Regions from separate parts of the Zea mays genome. Here region 2 is linked to region 1. The links are chromatin contacts, called in public Hi-C maps. All regions are on one chromosome and are shown on one strand. The core of a region is the stretch at or near the end of the contact, and the rest is flanking DNA. Distances in the headings are between cores, read along the strand shown. Region 1 holds the start of CNR7 (Cell number regulator 7). Region 2 holds the start of LOC100281334.

Region 1 (7,860 bases), core at 2,750-5,249:
GCGGCGCGGCTGCGGGCGGGCGCGTGGCGCGGTTGCGGCGGCGGCGGCGGCGGCGGCTTCGTGAGAGAGTGAGGTCGCGTGAGAGACGAGAGACAAGGCCGGGATGGAAGATAACGGCCTTTATTTTCGTCGGCCTCATTGGGGCCGACGAAAATAGTGGTCCGTTCAAAGTTTATTTTCGTCGGCCGAATGGAGCCCGACGAAAATAAACACCGTATATTCGTCGGCCGAGCGGAGACCGACGAAAATACAGATTATTTTCGTCGGTTTAGAGGCCGACGAAAATAACTTTCGTATTTTCGTCGGCAAGCTGACGAAAATACAGCCTGACCCACGAAAATAGACCTTATTTTCGTCGGTCCCAAAGGCCGACGAAAATAACCTTATATTTTCGTGGGCCGGCCGACGAAAATATATCGGCCTACGAAAATTTAGGCGTTTCCTGTAGTGGATGCTATAGTCTCTAGGAGAGCATACAGATAGAGCTCACAAAAGGGAGGCGGTAGCATCATGCTGAACGTGCTGATCAGAGATGGTTTGAAGCCAAGTAGGTTGCAAAACAGATAACGCAAACAGTTGGTCAGGGGATATTCGAGAGAGAGCAACGACCACTTTTTTTTTTATAAGACAGGAGGGGCGAGCCCCTACTGAAATTTTATTAAAACTTTAAAACGACAGAGTTAGTAGCATACAGGAAGATATATTACAGAAGGTTATAATCGGTGGTTTTCTACTGCCAATGTTGAAGCCATTCAGGGATTGCCGAATCGAATCTGCCTTTAGCTCTATGAGTGACCAGGTGTAATTCTTTTGTGAACTCATTTTTAAATTATTGCACTGTTGGGTCTTTGTCCTGAAAAAGCCAGGCATTATGGCACTTCCAAATGCTCCAAGTCATGAGAATGACGATTTTCATAGAGAAGGGAATATTGAGCTGCTGTTCTAGATTTGCTGCAGCATCCACATGATTAGTAATTCTTGGGGGCGTCAAACCAATTGAATTCCAGCAGGCCTTCGCGAAGTTACATCTGAGGAAAAGATGATAAAGAGTTTCCTCCTTTTGCCAGATACAGTTCTCACATGTGTAAGACTCAAGAGTGGTAAGCCTCTAATCGTCCAGGTGGACCAAGCTGCGATGATCAGTGCGAATTATGAACTCACCCCCAATTAAGTAGGAACACCAATGATCTACTGCCATGAGAACAGCTAACACTCTTTCTCTTAGTGGAAAGACCCAGATGATGCGGGCTTATTAAGGCTTTACTTACAAAGGCCAAAGGGTGCTCTGACTGATGAAGGACCGCACAAATTCCTTCTCTCTCCCTCTCTCTTTCTCTCTCCCTCTCTCTCTCACTGGTTTCTTTTTTTTTTGGCGTAATAAGTCATTGTATCAGTCAGTCAATGGCTTTAAGTACCTTTCTTCTTCTTATCGTCTGTGGAATACGTACTTATTATCTACTGAAGGACAAAATTAAGAGGCACACTAGTACATCATTATTATCTGCCTTTTCCAATGCAAGCGACGGCAGCAATAATTCGAGCCCCAAGTTGCTCATAGAGTACTCGTCTCGTCTCCAACCGCAGAATGGCCACCAGGATGTGGACTTTCATGGAACCATGCATACATACATACACTTGCAGCTTAGGCCATGTTTAGGAACACAGTTTTTTCAAACTACAGTTTTTCAAATACTAAAGTATACTTTAGTCATGACATTACTATAGTTTACAATGCTTCAGTTTTCGAATACAACAGTATCCAATACATCAAAGTATTTGAGAAAAACTTTGGTTAAGACCAATCAGCCAGAGCGGCACCAAGCTGACGCTCTCTTTACAGAGAAAAAACTTTGACTGAGACCAAAGTTTCCAAAACTGCAAAACAAGTGCAGTATTTACAATACTACAGTTTAGTATACAGAGATTTCAGATGAGTTTCCAAACACCTCAAAGTATATAATACCATAGTATTGCTCAATACTACAGTATTGCTTCAATACTGCAGAAAAACTTTGTTGCCAAACACCCCTTATCAGTAGACACGATGCAATTTGAGTCGTATAATAATCGCAAGCTGTTAAGTTTCTGTACTGATCTCCCCTAAACTAAACTAGTAGGCAGAGCGCCTGCTCACCAGCACTCACCACATGACGACAGAGCGGCATCACCGATCGAGATGGCTACCGAACAAGTAGGCAGCTGCCGTCTACATATCTGCTTCACATTTCATAAGAAACGACTATTATTTGCATCATTTGTTATGAAGGAAATCACGCTAATATAGCTTCAGATGTATTCAGCCAGCAGCAGGCAAAAGTTAAGATCCTTCTTTTATGTTTGAAAACCAAATTTAACCGGAGGACACTCAAAACTAATTAATCGGATGAAGTCTGACTTTTAAGACGTTCTAGGACAAGGATGTGTGGTAGTATGGCCGTTGCATACATCTTCGAGCCACAGTAATAAGTCGTCTAGTTATAGAGTGTTTGGTTTAAGGAATCAAACCATCCAAATTGAGGTGGTGCATCATGAGTTCATTCCTCAAATTTGGTGGAATGACTCAATTCCTCATATTAGTACTAACTAACTAACTATAAGGAATGAGGTGGTGATGGATCAACTCATTCTATTCCACAAACCAAACAAAAATAGTGAGGAGTGAGAAGATGATAGACTAGTTCATTCCTCAAACCAAACACCCCATTAGTTGACCGTACAACGAGTCGTGTGTATGAGGGTTACATCGGCATACAACATGCATATATACTACGACATGTTTGCTATTAAAACAAACATATGTTTAGTTTATTATGAGATGTTTGGTTTCTAGAGACTAATTTTTAATCTCTTCATTTTAACCTCTAAATTGTCAATCTAGAAACTAAAATAGAGTTTTAATTCTCGTATTCAGCAATTTAAGGACTAAAATATAATAAATGGAAGGACTAAAAATTAGCCTTTATAAACTAAACATCTCCCATTAATTGCTACTTATTAGTTCTAAGAAAAAAGAAAAAGGAAAAGAGAAAAGCACTAGAAAAAAAAATTCAGATTCAAGGAAAATGGTTTTCATTCGGATAGTGAGCAGACAGAAAGGACTTGAACGTGAAATATCTTGAAACACATGGGCATGCCGGTCCCTGACATTACATATCACAAGTATACCCGTACGTACGCGATGATCTGGCTGACACAACACAACAACATATGAGTTTACCGATGGAGCTGGTAGCGTAATTAGCGGCCCATCCCCTGCGCCGTCGGCGGGTACATCGTCATGCCGGCGCCGGCGTTATTATTGGCCGCCTTCTGGGCGTTGACGTCCCAGCCGAGCGCGGGGTCCAAGCCGCGTGCCCTGAGCTCCCTGTACTGCTGGCAGAGCGCGCACGGCTCGCAGCAGAAGTGGACGCAGCAGTCGCAGCAGCCGACGTCGGGGAGCCCCAGCTGCGCGCGCATCTTGGAGCGGTACGTGCAGGAGTAGATCCAGTGGCACTGGAACCCCGTGAAGCAGGCCAGCAGCGTGTAGATGGCCCCCGCGGCCGCGCACGACGTCGCGCCGCGGTCCACGACCTCCGCGATCCGCCCGAACGTCACGCACGGGCACCAGCACGTCATGCAGCCTAATAACGTTGCAGCAGGGCGGAGCAACAGCAACGGTTAGCAATTTAGCATGCATATGCTGATCTGCATGTACGAAGGAAATAATACAAGCTACGAACGACTCGCTAGCTAGCTAGGGTGGTGCTTACAGAGGCCGCAGTCGTCGAAGCAGGCGCAGAGGCCCGAGGACCACTGGCTGGCCGCGACGGCGGGGCCGGGGCTGCTGATGGGGATGCCGGTCACCGGCGGCGCCGCCATCCCGGTTACCGGCTCGCTGGCGGTCGCGACGGTGGGCTTGGCCGGATACATTCTTCTTCTTCTTCCTCCTCCTCCTCCTCCTTCTCTTCTTCGCGCGCACACTGAGACGGTCGGCTCTCGCGTTCACCTTGCCGACAGGAATGAGAGAGCTGGGCAGCGGCGGGTGCTCTTTACATAGGCGGGGCTGGGATGGGACGACCGGGTCCAATCCCAACCCAAAGGCGCGTCGCTGGCTCGCTGGTTACGCCTCGTTGACCGACTCAGCAGCGGCGACGCCCAGCGCGGGGTCTTCGCCAAGACTCCGCAGCTCTGCAGCCAACTCGGCGGCGGGGCTCACCGCGCACGGCACGGGCATGCATGTGCTCTTGGCGGATGCACTAGGGTGGGGCCCAGCTAGCGTTTGGCCTCCCACCACTTGTCACTTGAGTAACGTAGGGTTTGGTGATCGGGATGAAGTAGCTCCATGCCAGCGGTTTCATCCGAGAGATTTTAGAGAGCTGGATGATTGGAACTGAATTTTCCTTTTTAAAGTCACTCTATCCAATCCGAGATATGCTCCATCCCACTATACTTCAGATTCAAATACTACCTAACCTAACAGTCGTTAGTTGTCCCTCCTGTCTCTTCCATTATTTCTTAGCGTTCCACTCTGGAGAGATTATTTTGTCTATTTTGTATTCATGCATACAGCCAAAGACACACGCATTATTACGGTCCTTTTTTTCCCCAAAATAATGCAAACGAGATAGGAAGAGACATGGCAAATTATCTATTTTGTTTTATTCATAACCAAAGACACGCACACAATATTATAGTCCTTTTTTGCAACAATGCAAGCTACTCCCACAGCTCCTAAGTAATTCCCATTAAATTAACCCTTTAGGGCTGGTTTGGTGGACATAGAATTGGAGGGGATCCATGGGGAGTAATCCCCTCCTTATTCAAATTTGAATAGAGCGGGGATTCCTCCCACATAGATCCCCTCCAATTTCCTGTCCACCAAATCAGCTCTTAGAGTTGTCTTTAAGTCCAAATTTACGGCACCAAGTTCATAAGAAAACAACGTCAGAATTTATGACACTAAATTAGACTTAGGTTCATAAAAAAAATGCATTGTTGTAGTTTGTTCATTTGGGGATACAAACATTTTTTTTTTTTATAAATTCTGTTTTTTTAAATAGCTTAAGACAACTCTAAGGAATAATTCCTTTAGAGGCGGAGAAAGTGGAAGATGGCAAATAATCAAGATACAAGTTGCTCGTGTTTTGAGTTTTGACTATTCTAAGATTCTCCTTAAGAAAACGACATATTTGTGACCCACATAAGGTTGTCCCCCAACGGATTGGCCAAAATATGGATACCCATTTGATGGTTTGGGTCGTCGATGAATGAAGTGGGTGACCTACTTACTTTAGTGTCTCCAATGATGAACCTAAAATGGGTACTTGTCTCGGTGACCAATATATTACGTGGCAATGGGGAAATTTTCCCATTTCCCACATCTTGTTTGTCGCGCTCCCGTTCCAGAGGCTGGTCCTCATCGACGTGTGTCGGTGTCGCCAACAATGGGCATGGCGGCGAAACATAGGATGTAGGCTTGTGCTGGCATTGTTTGGCATTTCGGTATCCATGGAGGTAGCTCCATGACTGGATCTGCACCATGGTTAGGTAGAGAGCTATGATGCAGGGCTTTGATTCGTCGATGTCTTAGGTACAACAATAATCATAGATTTCTTCTTGCTTTGTTCTATTAATGAACTAGATGTGGATCTATTGTTGAAGTCCTTTCTTGGATACTCAGGTCCATAGGCATGCTAATGTGGTTCTTGCGCATTCAAGATCCAAGAGTTGTGCAATGACTCCAATACATAAGTGCAATATTCCCAAGTGATCAAAGTGCCTCTAGTGAGCAAAACAGTAAATAGGGCCTAGAGATAGCCATTCCTTAAGTGAATTGAGATGGAGCACTTGAATGAGCTGAAGCTAGAGTTGCATTATGATCTTGTGATCTGGAGCAAGGCTACCATTCATTGTAAAGCTAGCAAGAGCCTTCAAGTTGTGAAGCGCCTTGCGGAGACTCTGATCACTCGATTGAGAAAAGCGAAGGGACTCAAGTTTGATCTTTGTGATCACTTGAGTGAGGAAAGGGTTGAAAGAGACCCAGTCCTTAGGGGCCCCTCAACAGAGACGTAGGTTTTATTGTGAAACCGAACTCCGGTAAACAAACCGTCGTGTTCTTGTGTTGTTTTGTTTCCTCCTTTCCTCCCTATGTTATCTGACATTGATCTTCATCTCAATCATATATTGTTGCTCTGACACTTAATTTCTCACATACATAAGAGCAACATATTGCAAGTTGAACTTACCCTCACTCCGATTGACTTATACCTTGCCCTGACCTTAATATCGGGAACAAGTTTTGTTCTTAAGTGATAAATTTTAGGTTTCATCTATTCACCCCTATCAATGTTTCAAACTAGCAGTGACGAGTAAATTTGTGTATACGCGTTTTAGGCTCGGATGGTGTGCTTAGTGGACGCAAGGATTATACATGTTCGAGCAGAATGTCCCTACTCTAGTCTTCGATTGCTTGCGCTACCAGCACCTGGTTGCTTGTAGTAGGGGTTACAAGAAGGGGGGAGAGGGGAGGATCCCACATCTCTATGCGGCGTGTCTGTGGTTCTCTTTATCCTTGTGTCCTCGTGTCTCTATCGAGGTTGGTCCCTCCTTTTATAGACCAAGGAGGGGGTTATAGATGGCTTCTCCGCGTCGCTAGGGGGTTATAGATGGCTTTAGTCAAGTGCTTCGACAGTCATCCTGAATAGCGGTAGCCGCCGGGCCATGAGAGGAGCCACCCCCGGCAGAGGTAATTCTCGATCACACCCGCCAGCGTGACCCACGATCATGGAGAACTGACACTGTAGCAATGACCCCGACTGTCCTTTTATCCTGATCCTTCGGGATGCCCCATACCAAGCTTTGAGGGCCTCCAGGGGCACCTAGAGAAGGAAGGCAGGAAGGACATGACCAGCAGCAAACAGAGTCCTATGGTTACGCAAATAGAACCACAAGCCATGCCAACCCTTGTTGGATGAACATATTCACAACTGAATGTACCCCTCGCAGATGGATGGCCACACACCCGATTTGGGTCACCCTCTCCGGGGCGTCAGGCGTTGACCGCTTGCAGAGCAACTCGATCGAGAAAATGTAGCACCAAAGGCAGAAAACAGGGGGACATCCCGAGGTATCCTTCACATAGGGCAACAAAAGCGGCCATGTGCTGAACCCTGTTTGGGTTTAGATGATGCAACTGAACCTTGTAATGGTGAAGTAGCCCCACCAAGAAGGGGTGGAGAGGCATCGCGAGGCCGCGCTCATGGAAGTGCACGAATGAAACCACGAAGCCTGCAGGTGGATCCGAACATCTTCAAAGCTAGGGAGCAAATAGTGTCCCTCGTAGAGGAGCCCACAAGTAACGAGGGCATCCAGGCAGTTTTGGTTGGCCAAAGAGCGACTCCAGAACCTCATGGCTGCCCAGGACGACGTCGACGAGGGGGCAAATGAAACCCTAAGAAAAAAAATTAGGGGAAGAAGCCAGATAACGTCAAGCCAAGGATGGCCGACCCACCAGGCTACAGCCGCCCGACCAAGAGCCCGCACTAGTAAGCAGTAGAAGATAGCAACTGACATATTTCCATTTTCGATGTGTAGAGCTGGGACAAACGTAACGTATGCCCCGGAGCCATGTGACCCACGAGCCCGACCAGTGGGTCGGGTGATGGCCACACGATGTAGGAAGCGGTGTCGAGGTCCAACTACTCCTAAACCATGACAGGGTAAGATGACTTGACCCATCTTTTCAATATTCGATATTGTCTCCCACCTACCACAAAAGAAACGGTGGACCCTTGCCTACCCATGACTACGAGGCGGCCCAACCAATCCCATAAAGTTTGGAGTTTGAAGGTCAGCCCATAAAGGGTTTGCGCCCACTCCAAA
Region 2 (7,860 bases), core at 2,948-5,447, 160 kb after region 1:
TTATATCAAATTAGTAGACTCTATCATTTTCATGTGGGGATATAAGGTTATCTCCATGTGGGAACTTAAGATTATATTTTTATAGACTATTTATTAGTGTTGGTAACTTATTTGTAATTTTCGGTCGACGCTACGATATTTTATTAATTTAATTGTATTTTGATGAATTTTCTACAACAAGAAGCTAATAATACACAAATAGTCTAAAAAATTCATGAAATTTTGCAGAGACACAACATATGTCCATATATAACCATAAAATATGTTTGGATCATAAGATCTATAAGATGGCCGTATTTTTTCCATTTCACTTTCAGTTATTTATGCCCGCATGGGTACGAGTATAAGTAAAATTTTATACCCGGGAGTATATATGCGTAATCCGACAGATAAATTGTTTTTATCTGTATAGGTATAGAATGGTACTGTCCGACAGTCCGTTGGCATCCCTAACACGGCATGATGAGCAACAGGGCGGCTGTCGGCTGGCCAACAACACTTGTGGGTCCGCGTCATGTGGGACTCGAGTGGGCGCTGGTGGGTACCGTTGGGCCGGCACCGTGTGCTTTTGGTGGTAGGAACGCACACTGCCCTATTGGGCTGGAGTGGGCCGCATCCAAATTGATTCGATCTTCTTGTTGGAAGGAAAGGCCGCAAAGTTCTTAGGGTGTGTTTGGTTTGACTTTTGGCTTTGGCTTTTGCCCCCTAAAAGCCAAAAGCCAACCAAAGGGCTGGATCCAGGAAGCAGCTTTTTCTAAAAGCCGACTTTCTCGTAGTGCAAATCTGAAAGCACCCTTGGACCTGCTTTTAGTGACTTTTCGGATGGAACTGTGAAAACATATATCGAAGAATTTTTAACGACTTTTAGTGATTTCTACCAAACGGTTTTTAGCTTTTTAACAACTTACAGCATACAGCAGCTTTTTCTACAGCTCACAGCCCACAGCAACTTTTTTCACAGCCACAGCCCAACCAAACAGACCCTTAAAATCACCTTGTTTTTGGAGGATGTATTTTTATATATAAAAAAGAAGTTAAATAAAGGTAATTTTTAAAAAATAAAATCGCAGTGGAGGCATCTATGGCTGGTCTAAGAGTAGCTCCATAGTTATGTAAATTTCAGTTCTCTAAATTACATATTTAAGGAGTTGTTAAATAACTTTGAGAATAAAAAATTATGGGTTCTTCAATAGCTCTTTAGATATAGGTTGTAGCTTTATTTTGAATCTATCCATGTCAAAAAAAGTCACGATGTTCTTTTAGGGTAGTTGATAAATGGTTATCAAATGTAGAGATAAAATCAGTTTAGATAAGTTGTAGCTAAATTTAGGAATTTTATTTAGAAAGCTATCGAGAGCAGTTTTTAGATTAACTATCTAAATTATTAATTTAAAGAGTCTTTAGAGCTACTGGAGTTGCTCTGACCGTCCACAGGAGTACTAGTTGGTAGTCTCAAGTCTCTCAGCTCTCAAGGCATTTTCTTTGACTGTGGTTTTCTTTTGTTCTTGCTTGCTTGTCAGGTAGCACGGCTGCTGAGACATTACTGTCAGGGTCTCACGGCTCAAGGAGTTACAAGTTCAACGCCGGTGCTGTTTTCTTAGCAGTGCTCGTAGCCATAGTAGATTCCTACCACATCTACACCTGGCTTATTTCTTGGCATGGAGAATTCCAAGAGAGCCGCCTAGATAGGCGTAAGGTGTAGTGGTGTACTCTGTCTCACGTGCGCTTTGCATTTTTAGAGTTCAAATTTTGTCATAAAAACTACATGGTAAACAAGACAAGCAAAGCAAGCAACCTGTAGATAGCCTTGGCAAGTGCAGGCATTGGAACAGGGTATACCATCTCGCCTTCCATCTAAATCCCGATGATGAGCTAAGTCGAAAAACCGCTCAAATATCACCGGAATTCGTAAATCTTGAACGGTTTTTACTTCAAATTTAAAAAAATGAAATTTGCTATTCTCGGGCGGTATTCGATGAATCCCAAGCGCTTTTTGGTGATTTACCACCGATAAATGCTGATTAGTTTTGAAAAAAAAATATGACATACTTTATAGGATTTTTTTCCCATTTTTATAGATTTTTTGAAACTCAAAATTTTAAACGAATTTTCTGATAATATCGTCGGGGTCTATTTTCGTTTAGTACCGCACGCTAATGAGAAATTTTAATAGTAACCAACTGTTACCGTGCGGGATTTGAAACCATGCATTGGAGCAGCCGTGGGAAGTGCAGCGCAGGAAGAAGGAACAACTCCGATGATGAGGGATATTTGTTTTTTTTTTAGTTAGAGAATGTGTATCATGGCTTTGTTCCACTCTAGAGTAGATTTACTCCAAAATTCTTAATGAAACAGTTCTGCTCAAAAGTCTAGATTTATTTCTTATAATCAGTGACAACATAGATAAATATATTTATACTTTATATCTACATTGTCTTTAAAGAATTTCAGAGCACTAAAAGAACTAAAAGAGGTACTCTAAAAATTATACTACATGTTGTAGTAGGGTTCTTGTTTGACTGTCTATTGTCAGCTTGTCTTCAAGTTTTGCTCTAGAAATCATTCCAAACATCCCCTTAGTTAATTAATTAGTTATAAAAAACTTAAAAAAATCAATGCCTCATTTATTTGAGAAATCTGCAACTCTAAATATCTTTTTAATAAAAAATTCTCAACTACAGATTCGTAGACCTATGTATAGCATTTTTACCATTTTTAACTTCTCTCCCCATCTACTCGTAGATAACCTTATTTTAATAGCCATAATGTCTAAGAACCTATTACCATAATCAGAAGTGTCATGTAGGAAAGACAACATTAGTTACTATCCATGAGAAAATACCACTACAAAGAGTACCTACTATTACAACAAACTAGTACAATATCAGTGCATTAAGACGACACAATTGTTATATTCTGCACAATAAACAATGCAAATTGTATATACTTTTTTGACTAAAACATTGAGTAGATGGCCACCTTAGGATCAACTACTTAATTTGTACCAAACCAACCAATTCAAAAGTTAGCTACCCTAAGATTATCTCCAACAGATCGTGTATATAATTGTGCAAAACACTATTTTTCACTAAAGAATATAGACCAGACTGTTCACAGAGTGAAATTTGAAATATGAGATAGAATGAGAGATATGATGGGTAAGGTTTGGAGACAACCTAAGAATGATACTAATTATGATTGATGCCAAAATTTGTCAAGCAATTGCTACCATGGCGGTATACGTATATCAGGCCTGTTTGGTTCACTGCCTAACTTGCCACACTTTGTAACTTTTCTGCCTAAGTTTAGTTCTTCAATTCGAACACCTAACCTTAGTCAAAGTGTGACGTAGTTAGCCACGAACCAAACAGGTCCATCATCCATTTGTTGTCGTGATTTGGTATCAAAGTCTACTGTGTGACTCTTTCGCAAGAGGGACTATGGTGAAAACTAGAAAAACCGGTGATTGCGGGTTAGATTAGAAAGAAATATAATAACTTTTTTTTTTAAAAAAAAGGAACGACGGTGGATATCAGAAAAGCTGATGTTTTATAGGAGCAAAGATTTCTGCGTGGAATAATCGACCCTTTCCATTCTAGAAAGAACATGATTACAGAATAAATTTATTTATGTATAAAAAAACTATTTACTATAGCAAATAAGCACAGTACTAGATTCATTGCAAAATATATCCCTATAGTATTTCTATTTGGAGCCATTCATGTTGTTGACAGTGTTTTAGTATTTCTATTTATAGCCATTCATTATAAAAATATTTATATTTAGAATCGTTTGACTTTGGCTACAGCTAGAATTTAATCTCTTCGGAAATGAAAGGAGGTGGTGGTAGATGATTAATCGAAAAAACACCCAACTGAATTGCATCTCTTTGGGTTGGAAACGGCTGCCCCCGCAATCCCCGCAGACCCGGCGTATGGATCCAAACCCAACTCAACCGCACGCATTTCTCTTTCGTCGCACTCGCACGCACGCACGCACGGCGTCCCAAGCCAAGCAACCGCCCGCGGCCCCGTGCCGAGTACACCCGATCCGATCCTCCTACTCGCTTGCTGTTGCTAGGTCATGGCCACGACCACGCACGGCGCGCGTACGTGACGTGCATGCGCTCTCGCCCTCGACCGGTCACTATTACTGTCGCCGCCGTGCCACCACTGGGGTGGGGAGGAGCGGAGTTGTGGGGTTGCAAGTGTTGCCGCGCTGCTCGTGCACGGCCGGCACCCCCCGCCGATCGAGGATCGTCGTTGTTCTAGTCTAGCTACTAACCAGTCAGGCGGGCGGGCGGCCGATCGATCTAGCAACAATGGTGGGCGCTGGCGCGGCGACGGACGCGGCCAGGGCGCTGGCGGCACGGGAGGTGTGCGCTGCGTCGGCGGCGTTCGCGTCCTGCACGCACCGCCGCCGCCGCCGGTCGTCCCCGCGCGGCCCGCACTTCGTCGACTGGTACCTCGTCCTCTCCGTGAGCACCTCGTTCCACTCCCGCCGCCGCCGCCGCCTCCCTCCGATCCATTCACCCATTCTGACTCGTACCTGTTCGTGGCGCCGTGCGCAGATCGGCGAGGCCGCGTCGGAGGACGCCGTGCGGAGGCGGTACCGGCAGCTCGGTGAGCACGCGATCTCGCCGCGCCGTTCACGCAGATGGACGTCTGATTCGTTTTTGCTAACAGCTTATGTTTGGTTCCGTGGTTTTGGACGCACACGCACGCAGCGCTGCAGCTGCACCCGGACAAGAACAGGCACCCCAAGGCGGAGGTCGCGTTCAAGATCGTCTCCGAGGTACGGCGGACCACCCGCGTTCCTGCATTGCCGTCCCCTCCTCAATCAGACTCCTCTTGTTCGAACCACAAAGTCAATTCTTTCTTAAAATGTATCCAAATCTAAGGATATTTATTTGATAATACAGTATTGTATTTTTTTTGAAATAGTAGAATACATGGTCAATTATCGCCATACCATTCAGAATCACATATGTTACTACCACCACCCCCTAGCATTTAACAGCAGTTGTCATTCATAACTCATCTCACGCAGGCGCACGCGTGCCTGACGGACCAGGCGAGGCGGCGGGCCTTCGACCTGGAGCGGCGGGGCAGCTTCTGCGCCGCGTGCCACGACCGCTACGCCGCCAGGTGGTCCCAGCCGGCGTCCGGCCACCAGGCGCCGGCGCCGGCGGCGTCCAGGAGCAAGGCGGCGCGGGAGACGATCCAGAGCCGGCTGCGGGACGAGTGCCGGGTCATCGACGGCTGCCTGCGGGCCAACGACGCCGCGGCCTGCGCGCGCCGCCGCCAGTCGTTCCCGCTCTTCGATCCCTCTGACGGCCGTCGCTTCCCAGACTACCCGCACGTCCGCCCGCCGCCGTTTGAGCTCCGGCACTCCGAGGACTGGCTTGGCCGCGCAGCAGTGGATCGGCAAGCCCTGAACCGGAGGTGGTGCAGGGGCGGCGGCGAGTCGCCAGTGTACCAGATCAGGACGGTGGCGACAGAGTGCACCGATAGGCGTGCATGGTGAACTCGGCACGCCATCAGCAATCAGCATATGAGCAGCAGAGCTCTCTCTCTCTAGTTTTTCAGCTCGAAAAGGAAAGGATGTACCGAACAATCTTTAGATCAGAAATTCTCCTTAGGATACAGAACAAGCAAGAAAAGTATGGCATCCTTCACTTGTTGGCATGAACAGATTATCTGGTCATCACCACCTTATTGCTCATAAAAATAGATCAATGTTAGTTACTTCAGGGCAGAATATCTGATTTCTTAGGTTAGCAGGTTAAATAGATCAACATTAATAATTTATCATATATTATAACAACATTTAGAAATAGCATCATAATTCGCAAATGTATCAGATCTAAACAAAGTTTTAAAAACCGTCATCGTTTTTCCATTTAATTCATTAATTCGGCTTTCAGCAAACAGAGTCGAGAACAATTGAGTGCAAGTTTAATAATAGAACCAATGGCTAGCTGAGTATGATTGTAGCCTGCCATTTAGTTAAGAGAACATATCTGATGCACATAATCTGTATAGAAGTTAGCTCTTTATTAGTATTAATAATGTAGGACCCCTCTCGTAATGCTTCTTGTGTCCAAGCAAGCTCTCATGTTTCTTAGTTGACCGTAAGTTAACTGCTCGCTTCTCCTCTTCTCATATCTCTCTTCCACTTCAACGTTTAGTGAGCTTACAAGAACCTCGGATTTTTTTAAAAAAAAACAAGAGTAAAATAATTTTTGGCCTTCCAAAGCAGGACAAGAACACAAATCTCCTAAAAAAATTTATAGATAAAAAGGAGCATTCCGAGTTTAAAACAAAATAACGTATCCGATTCACCATATATCCAGGGTATGTGTACAACGGACTGGCGTACACACGAACGAGTGATTTAACAATTTTTATCGGCAGAACGAGCTTCAAAAAACCTATCCGTATCCCTTAAACAAGGGATGGTCCTCGAGTCATTTACTGGCGCAAAAAGGCCCCCGCGCACGAGTCATTTTTGAACAACCTTAGGGTCTGGCACTTTAAGGATGCCAGCATCAACCAGCGGCTGCAACTCAGGTTTTGCAAGATCCTTGACCTCCGTACTTGGCGACTCCAGGAAACTCGCAACCACCTTCGAACTGCAGCCAGACGTCCAAAAAATAATTTGCTATCAGGGAGAGATCCTATAACAGCATGTAATCTATGCAGGTGCGGAATATGATGAATCGTTACAAGTTCACAATCAACAATAGAAAAAGGGTTAAAGAAGCCATAACTACACAAACATGCCACAGATGCAAGAGTTTTGGAAGCACGAGTACATGGCGACATGGCATCATATTGAGAAGTAAAGCATAGTACCTGTGTCCTTCAGCCCATATCTTGCACTTCCCCTGAAGAGCCTTTCTCCAGAGAGTGACTGCAAACGCTGGGCAATCGATTACCATTCTTCTGATTACACGGCTGGAAAAGAAGTTTTCAAATGCATGTTCCGTATCTTCAGTCTTCGGTTGGGCCGCATCAGACGCTATTGCATCGTGCAACATGTGGATCCTATCGGTGAGGCCATCCAGAACGTTGTCTTTACCACCAACAGCCATCTTCATGTTTCAAAATAGCACCACGCCATTCAAGTCAGGATAGTCGTGAAATTTTTACAAATGATAACAAGAAAAAGGAACTATATATGTCTGTATGGAGCATTATGTACATAGTTATTCTTCTCATCGACTCAACACTTCAAGAAACTAGGAACATACAAATTTATATATGTTAGATAGAGAATCAATAGCCAAATAAACATAACGGTCCACAAAATTCATTTTTCGATCCAATTTTTCTACTTAAATATAACTTTAATTTGGAATGGACTATGGTCATTATTAGAAAAAAAATGGTTATCTTTCAAAACCAATGCTACAAGGAATTTTGGCCTTCTACATTAAAATTACAAGGCATGAACAATGAGCAATTGTCATTATTGAGTAAAAAACGGTTACTATACAAATCGATGTTGTAAGGAATAGCTTTGGTGGAAAATTACGACAAAAAGGTTTACGCCATACTAAGGACAAATTGAATATAGAGGCCATGATGGAAAAAAGAGTTGCACATGGAAAAAAAACTAAAACAGTAAAGGGCAGGTGTCTCATCTCCATGGATCCATAGATAACAGCAGATTACCTCATACAATACTTCTTTGCCAAAATTTGTTCGAAGTAATTCTCCAACATTTTCAATGCATGACTGAACGAGAGCCTACAAACAAATTAAAAATATATATTAGGAGGACAATCCAATCGTTTAACTGCATGAGATGCTTATAAGGAGGATACTATGTTTTTGTTTACTCCAGGTGCTTGAA

Evidence for each region. A called contact is a pair of places that touch in the nucleus more often than the background predicts.
Region 2: a Hi-C map of ear shows a contact between it and region 1, with 1.7 times the contacts expected there. The contact joins the promoter of LOC100281334 here to the promoter of CNR7 in region 1. A contact is called at or near these places in 3 of 25 Hi-C or Micro-C datasets (ear, endosperm and leaf).

What each region holds. Positions count from the first base shown.
Region 1 is chr1:302,588,215-302,596,074 of Zm-B73-REFERENCE-NAM-5.0, forward strand. CNR7 (Cell number regulator 7) reads right to left here and starts at 4,000. Exons shown (of 2, transcript NM_001157246.1): 1 at 3,750-4,000; 2 at 3,053-3,620. The coding sequence starts at 3,909. The coding sequence ends at 3,238.
Region 2 is chr1:302,746,123-302,753,982 of Zm-B73-REFERENCE-NAM-5.0, forward strand. It overlaps LOC100281334, which reads left to right and starts at 4,198. Exons shown (of 4, transcript NM_001154252.2): 1 at 4,198-4,477; 2 at 4,571-4,622; 3 at 4,727-4,794; 4 at 5,050-5,644. The coding sequence starts at 4,322. The coding sequence ends at 5,526. LOC100191998 reads right to left here. Exons shown (of 17, transcript NM_001137422.1): 15 at 7,680-7,754; 16 at 6,858-7,096; 17 at 6,319-6,634. The coding sequence ends at 6,505.